Linked DNA regions of Arachis hypogaea: region 1 is linked to region 2. A link is a contact called in public Hi-C data. All regions are on one chromosome and are shown on one strand. Each heading gives the region's core, a stretch centred on a gene start, on an enhancer-like site or on the middle of the called end of the contact. The rest is flanking DNA. Distances are from core to core; before and after follow the strand shown.

Region 1 (3,278 bases), core at 482-2,981, 77 kb after region 2:
GCCATCTATTGATTTTGGACCTTCTTCCCAACTGCAAAATTTTGTAAATTTTTCAACTTTTCATGCATGCAAAAATGATTGTTGCAAATAAGAATCCTTGTATTTGAATATATATAATACACCAGAAGATAAATTAATGAATACACTAACAACATGTCTGAAAAAATGACTAAATCCTAGCATGCATATATACCTGAGCATGGTAGGTTGAAAAGGGATCTCCAAATCATCACAAAGACCTCGCAGAGTAGCCTACAAATTAAACAAGGCCATGACCATTGATATTATAAAATGAATGGTTTAGTATTGTTGAAGTATATAGCTAGAGAGATACCTCAGGATGTTGTTGAAGGTCTGCAGCATCAATAACAGGCGGCGACTTGCCTAGCTCGCGAAGCTCGTTGTATATACAGACAAGCTCTGCCAATCCCAACTCAAAGAAAGATGGAGCCACAACCTTGTCAAATGATGGCTGCATTCACATGTGACAAATTACAAAAATCAAGAGTATTTTCACTATTTTGTTTATTCATAATAATCAAGTGTTGTTACCAAAATGTCAAGAGGATTTCTGATCAGAATGAAGTGTTTCCCTTTCTTCATTAGATCATTTGTCAAACCTGGTACCCTTTGCTTTGCTATGTGCTGAAAACAGTGAAATTAAGTGAAGTAAACAAGTTTGAAGAACAAAAGAGGAATTTCACATATCATTACAGACAAGATAATAGTACTTACCTTACAATATCTATACTTCATCCTTCCTGGACCAAAAATTATATCATTCACCACCTTATTTCCATCAGATTCCTTTTACAATTGAAACACAAATTTCAACATGGAACATGCAAAGTGAGAGAGATAATAATAATAATAATAATAAGATTTAATTATTCTGTTGATCCTTATAGTTTTATCAAATTTGTAATTAGATTTTTATATTTTTTTTTTCTTTCAATTAGGTTTTTACACTATTTTTAATTTTATAATTAGGTTCTTTCTAGTGTAAAAATATTAGAATTAACTGAATTGAAGGTATTCATAATTAAAAATCTAATTAGATCTTTGACAGCATATATTTTAAGAAAAATATTATGTTAATTTTAACGTTTTTGACATGAAAATGATCTAATTACAAAATTAAAAACAGTTAAAAAACTCAATTGAAAAGAAAAATAAATATAGCTATCTAATTAAAACTTTGGTAAAATTATAGGAACCAACAAACCTAATAATAATGATGATGATGCAGGAATTTAAATGAGAGAGACATAGATACCATTTTGGAGAGTAGTTCTTTCCTGTAAGGTCTATCAAGACCAGTAACTCGAAGGAAATTTGCATAGAGAGGCTCATCAAGAACTTCTATGTCATCCCTCTGCACACCATTTTATAAATCAAAACTCAGAATAGTATGTAGTTAGGATAATCTTCAACACCAAAAATGATCACTAAAATGAACCATTATTACTAAGTGATAATAATAACAATGAATTTGCATTTAACAATGAAGAAGGTACCTGAGCAAAAGAATACATGGTACTAGTACTTAAGGATCTTGGTGCAGACCATGAGTGAATCACCTCCACTATTTCACTTCCCACCATCTCTGATCTGATGCTTCTTCCGAATTTCGAAGTTATTTATCTTTTTAATGCAGAATAATTAAGAACACTTTGACATAAATTTGAGTCGACAAATATGATGACACATTTACGTACTCCAATTGGCTTAGGGGCTGGGGTAGCGTAACAAATAACAACCCTGCCAATATTATCGTACTGGAAACCGTGGCGGTCGAATTTGTTGCATTGTTGCATGCAAATGTAAAGTGTCCTTTGTGTGGGTTACGCACACTGCTTTTGTTATTTTGGTATAGCAGCCAAAGTTTTGTTACCTGGCGGTCTTTAATTGCTATAAATATAGTTATATTCACACACAAATTTATACTATATGTTCCCATTAGAAAAATAACGAACTCACAAGACATTATTTTTTATTTTCTTTCTCTTTTTCTATGCACTCTTTTACTTTGTATTAGAGTGTCTTTCTAAAATTTTGTATAAATAAATAAATAAAATTTATTATTTATTAATACATGTATTTTTAAAATTATTTATATTTTTTCATATTATTTATCTTATTTATAATGATATATATTTACACGTATCTTAAATGAGATAAGGAAAAAAATATTAAATATGTATAAACATGATTCTTTTAATTCATTGATTCATTTATATATTGTTTTTTTTTTCTTCTTTATCCATTAGATAATATTCATTTAACATATCGAAAAAAATCTATTTATCTTGACATAATGTACTCCACGAGAACATAATGTACTTTAGGTGTAAAATTCTTTTATACAATAAAAATTATATCTTTAAAAAAAATCAAAAACAAAGAAAAGGTATTTGTAATACAATTTGAATTATTTTAGAAACTAAAATTGATATAATTTTTTATAATTCGAATTATATTAATTTGATTTTTAATTTTTTAATCTAATCCAATTTTATTCTAATAATTTTAATTTGTGTCATATCGATTTGAATTTATTTTTTAATCTAATCCGACTCAAACTATTGTAATTTGGTTAGTTTAAATTTATTTATTTTATCCAAATTTTAAATTTTATAATTTAAAAATTGTAATTATTATTTTTTAAACTGAATTATATAGTATTCGAATTTTAAATTAAAAGAAATTTAAAATATAGATAAGATATAAACTAATTTAATCAAATTACAATAATATTTAATTAAAAAATAAATTCAAATTGATACCATATAATTGATACCATATAATATACATCTTCTTCTTTTCTTTAAAACAGAGGTAATTTTCAAAATGCCAATGGTTTGACAAAATTATACTACTCTACAAGATCATGGCAGCGATTGTTGTTCGATGTTACAACGGTCTCAATTGCTGATTAATTAATATCTATTTTCTCAAGAATCTTTTAATTGGGAGATAGTATTCTTATTTTTTTTATTTTGCGAGATTATCTAGTTTTTTTTTAAGACTCTTATTTCATAGCATGAGAATACTAACTCCTTGTACTCCATAATTCATATCAATTCAACTAGGGATTCTTTAAAAATTGTACAATATTCAATTTTTTATTACAATAATTTAAAAAAAATAAAATAAACACATCTAAAAATTATACATAAATTTAGTATCTTTTTAAAATTAAATACATAATTAAAATACAAACTAAATAAAACTAAAATTTAAAATTTAAATTTCAACTTTAAATTTCTATTTCAGAT
Region 2 (3,603 bases), core at 913-3,412:
TGCATGAGTGTGCGGGTGTCTTGCCCTCAGGGCTTATTCTTCACAGCAAACTTTTCGCAATTTGAAAGGGTTTAACCTTAGCGTGGGACACAGGGTATAAGAATATTATTTGTGAAATCGAATACATGGAGCCTTTTACTCTGATTAATGACAAGAACACTGTTGGTCAGAGCTCCAACCATGACTTGGTATGTAAAATTCTGGATGTTATGAGATGGAGGTGGAAAGTGGATGTTCATTTGATCAGAAGGGATGTCAATTACATTGCGAATTATCTGGCCAAATTTGCAGTTTCTAATGGGATTCATCAGGTGGAATAAAATGAGTCTTGGGGTGAATCAGAGCTTATGTTGCAAAAGGATATTGCTCTTTTGACTTAGGCTTAATTGTCTTGATTTGTTATTTTTTTTTCTATTATTTTTTTTTCTTTGTTTTTCTTTGTTTTATCTTCAGTCACCAAAAAAACCTTAATCTTTATATCTCTTGAATCAATACTAACTTAAACGTTGAATTCTTTCATAGATACTCCTACCACATATTCGTTAAAGAGATTGAATGTTGATAATCATGAAAAAAAAATACCCAAACACCAAAATTCACAATTCAAAAAAGTTAAAAAGTGGATTTGGTTGATAAAAAAATAATTTAGACATGCACATAATCTTTGATATATTTGTTAGTAGAGTAAAATATCGTTTTTATCCCAATGTTTTGGGTAAGTCCTATTTGTGTCCCTAACGTTTAAATCATCCTATTTGTATTCCTAACGTTTGTAAAAGTGATTCAATGTTATCCTACCGTCAATTATACACCATGAGCTTTAGTTGGATTTCTGAAAATCTCTTTTTAAAATTAGAATACAAATGTCTGGGACAGAACCGATGATCCACTCCGAATAATAGCTCATCAAAAATTAAAACTAATCCCTGCAACATTTACATAATTCACCTTTTTAGGAACATAATTGAACCTGAACTCAAATAATGGATACAATATTGAAATCGAACACATCCAAATGAGACCTAATTGAGAATGATCGAATACATCCAAGTGAGAATAATTGAAAATATAATCTGATCTGTTAATATAATTAACGGCAAAATAATATTGAATCACTTTTATAAATATTAGGGATACAAATAAAATTATTTAAACGTTAAAAATACGAATAAAACTTGTCCCAAACGTTAGAGATAAAAACAATACTTTACTCTTTTTGTTAGTAATATGTTTTAACACAGGAAACCGAAATATTCAAAAGTATAATGGAAACTAGATCATAGCATAATGGCATATTAATAGGTGTTCAATAACATCATTCAGTCAATCAATGGTAATTGTTAATAGAATGAAGAAATTCATTCCGTTGTCATTCTCGATGGAAAAGTTTTTGAGAAATATTATACGTATAATTTTTTTTTAAATTAAGTCTAACCAAGTTAAACAATAAAGTTTAGATAAATAAATGAGTAAGTGAATGAATGAGTAAAAATAATGAGAATAATTTTTGTTAATATATATTAGACCAACTTAGTTAATTTACAAAAAAATTTATTCATATAGCATTATTCAAAATTCTTTATTATTAGAATTTAACTATCTTATTTCTAAAGACACGTTTTAAGAGAATAATAATATATTTTTTTAAATTTTTGATGTATTTAATGTATTTAAAATATGAAAAAAATCTTTTCAATAATTCTTAATGAAATATTTTTTTATAATATTTTTAAAATATCACCTTAAAATACATATTAGTAAGATGATGATGATAATTTATGTTGTTGTTTTTTTGTTTCCACGATATTTCCTAACCCGACAGGTCAAGGACTAATCCGTCGCAGATCTGAATCCCATTTAAGGGTCGGTCGCTGACCAATGGGTTGCTGCATGCATAAGGTGAGATTCGAACTCCCAACACTTGCTTAAGGTTTAAGCGGACAAGTCAGCTAACCACTCGACTTGGTTATTGATATTGTTGTTGTTGTTGTTGGGTGATCCTTGATGCAACAACTAACGGGATGCAAGGTTTTTTAGACATGGATACAAGGTTCTAACAAAACAAAAAGAGGCTATTTTGGGCTGGAGCTCAACTCTATCGTTAGTTACAACAATTAATGACACAAGGTTCTGCGGGCCCAAAAAAAAAGAAACAAGGTTCTTATAAAAAACACAAAACGGCAAAGTGAAACCTCCGACCAAAAAAAAAACGCATTCCTACATACCCTATCTACCCTATTGTAATTTTTTTATATATATAATTGAAAAATCACCCGGAGGTGTTCACCATTTATCGTCTAACCAAAAAAAAGTAAGACCAACTTAAAATGGAACCTTTCCATGTTAAAAAAAATGGAACCTTTCAATCAATAAAAGAATATTATCTTTTTATATATATATATATATATAATCAATTACTAAATCAATCACTTTTATAAATTAAAATACATGTAGAAATTTAAAATATATATATTAAAAATAAATTAAATTATAAATATATTTATATATAAATAGTTAAATACATACAGACTAATTTGGTGGCTTATCTTTTGTTTGTAGATAACTTTTTTTGAATGAGTGTTTATATATATTATCATTTTTTTACAAATTTAAACAAACATATAATGCAAAAAATTATTTATAAAGTGACATTATAAAAAATATGAATGACAATATCATTACTCTTCAAAACTTAGAAAAATTCTTAAAATTTTTAATATATATTAAGAATTTAATTTTTTTTTTAAGTTTTGGAAAAATAATAAATTCGTTATTTTTTATTTTCAAATTACTGAACAAAAATTATATTTTAATTTGACTAATAGCTTATGTACAATTTAGTTGCGGATTTAATGGTAAAATGATTTATAGTTTTCCATTTTATGTTTTAAATTTGTGTAAGTTGAAGAAAAGAATATAACTTTATAATTCTCTAAGAAATTTGATTAAAATTTTGGGAAAAAAAATCTTAAATAAAAAATTACAAAACTTTTAGAACCTTTTGCATGCACGCACGCACCCTGCTTAGTAGTTCTTACAATCGCATTTGCTAGGAAAGCATACAAGCAACAAGGCTTATATTGTTCAAGTGGTTACTTGCTTCTTATATTTGAGAACGGCTTTAATCAAAGCACACAAAATAATATGAGGAACTCACTTATTATTTATATATAATGATGATTAATTGATGGCATATACTACAGATACCTTCCTTTTTTTACTTTATATGAGCAACTTACTTGCATAGAAAAACCAAAGTGTGTTGAATATTCTAATCTTAATTATTTTATTTACTAATAAATAAACAAGTAAAAATTGTAGTTTATCAATAAACTGTAATTTAAATAACATAATTTTTCCATCCTCACCTAAAGGTTTTGAGTTTGAATTTTATTTCTAATTTCAGAAAAAAAAAAATTAAAAATTGTAGTTTCAATGTCAACTTCATAATGGGACCCAAAAACATGCAAGGATAAACAAAATGCACAGGAGTATCAAAAAAGCTACCTCTAGGTCTCTCTTTATTTAGCCCCTATATGCAATTTGGAATTTTGTTTAGGTTCAAAGAAACAATTATTATCATAAAAATAATCATGATGAGAG

Evidence for each region. Hi-C and Micro-C count contacts between places; a contact is called where the count stands out from the background.
Region 1: a Hi-C map of leaf shows a contact between it and region 2, with 4 times the contacts expected there. The contact joins the promoter of LOC112758170 here to the enhancer-like site in region 2. A contact is called at or near these places in 4 of 8 Hi-C or Micro-C datasets (leaf and an unstated tissue).

What each region holds. Positions count from the first base shown.
Region 1 is chr16:17,837,178-17,840,455 of arahy.Tifrunner.gnm2.J5K5, forward strand. LOC112758170 (branched-chain-amino-acid aminotransferase-like protein 2) reads right to left here and starts at 1,732. Exons shown (of 20, transcript XM_025806768.3): 1 at 1,518-1,732; 2 at 1,277-1,375; 3 at 736-807; 4 at 553-645; 5 at 335-472; 6 at 194-252; 7 at 1-31. The coding sequence starts at 1,604.
Region 2 is chr16:17,759,934-17,763,536 of arahy.Tifrunner.gnm2.J5K5, forward strand. No RefSeq gene overlaps it. Among protein-coding and RNA genes, the nearest start is that of LOC112756765, 19 kb to the left of the region's middle. Within about 2 kb of position 2,163, at least 3 of the 3 cell types and tissues checked have open chromatin away from gene starts, as enhancers often do.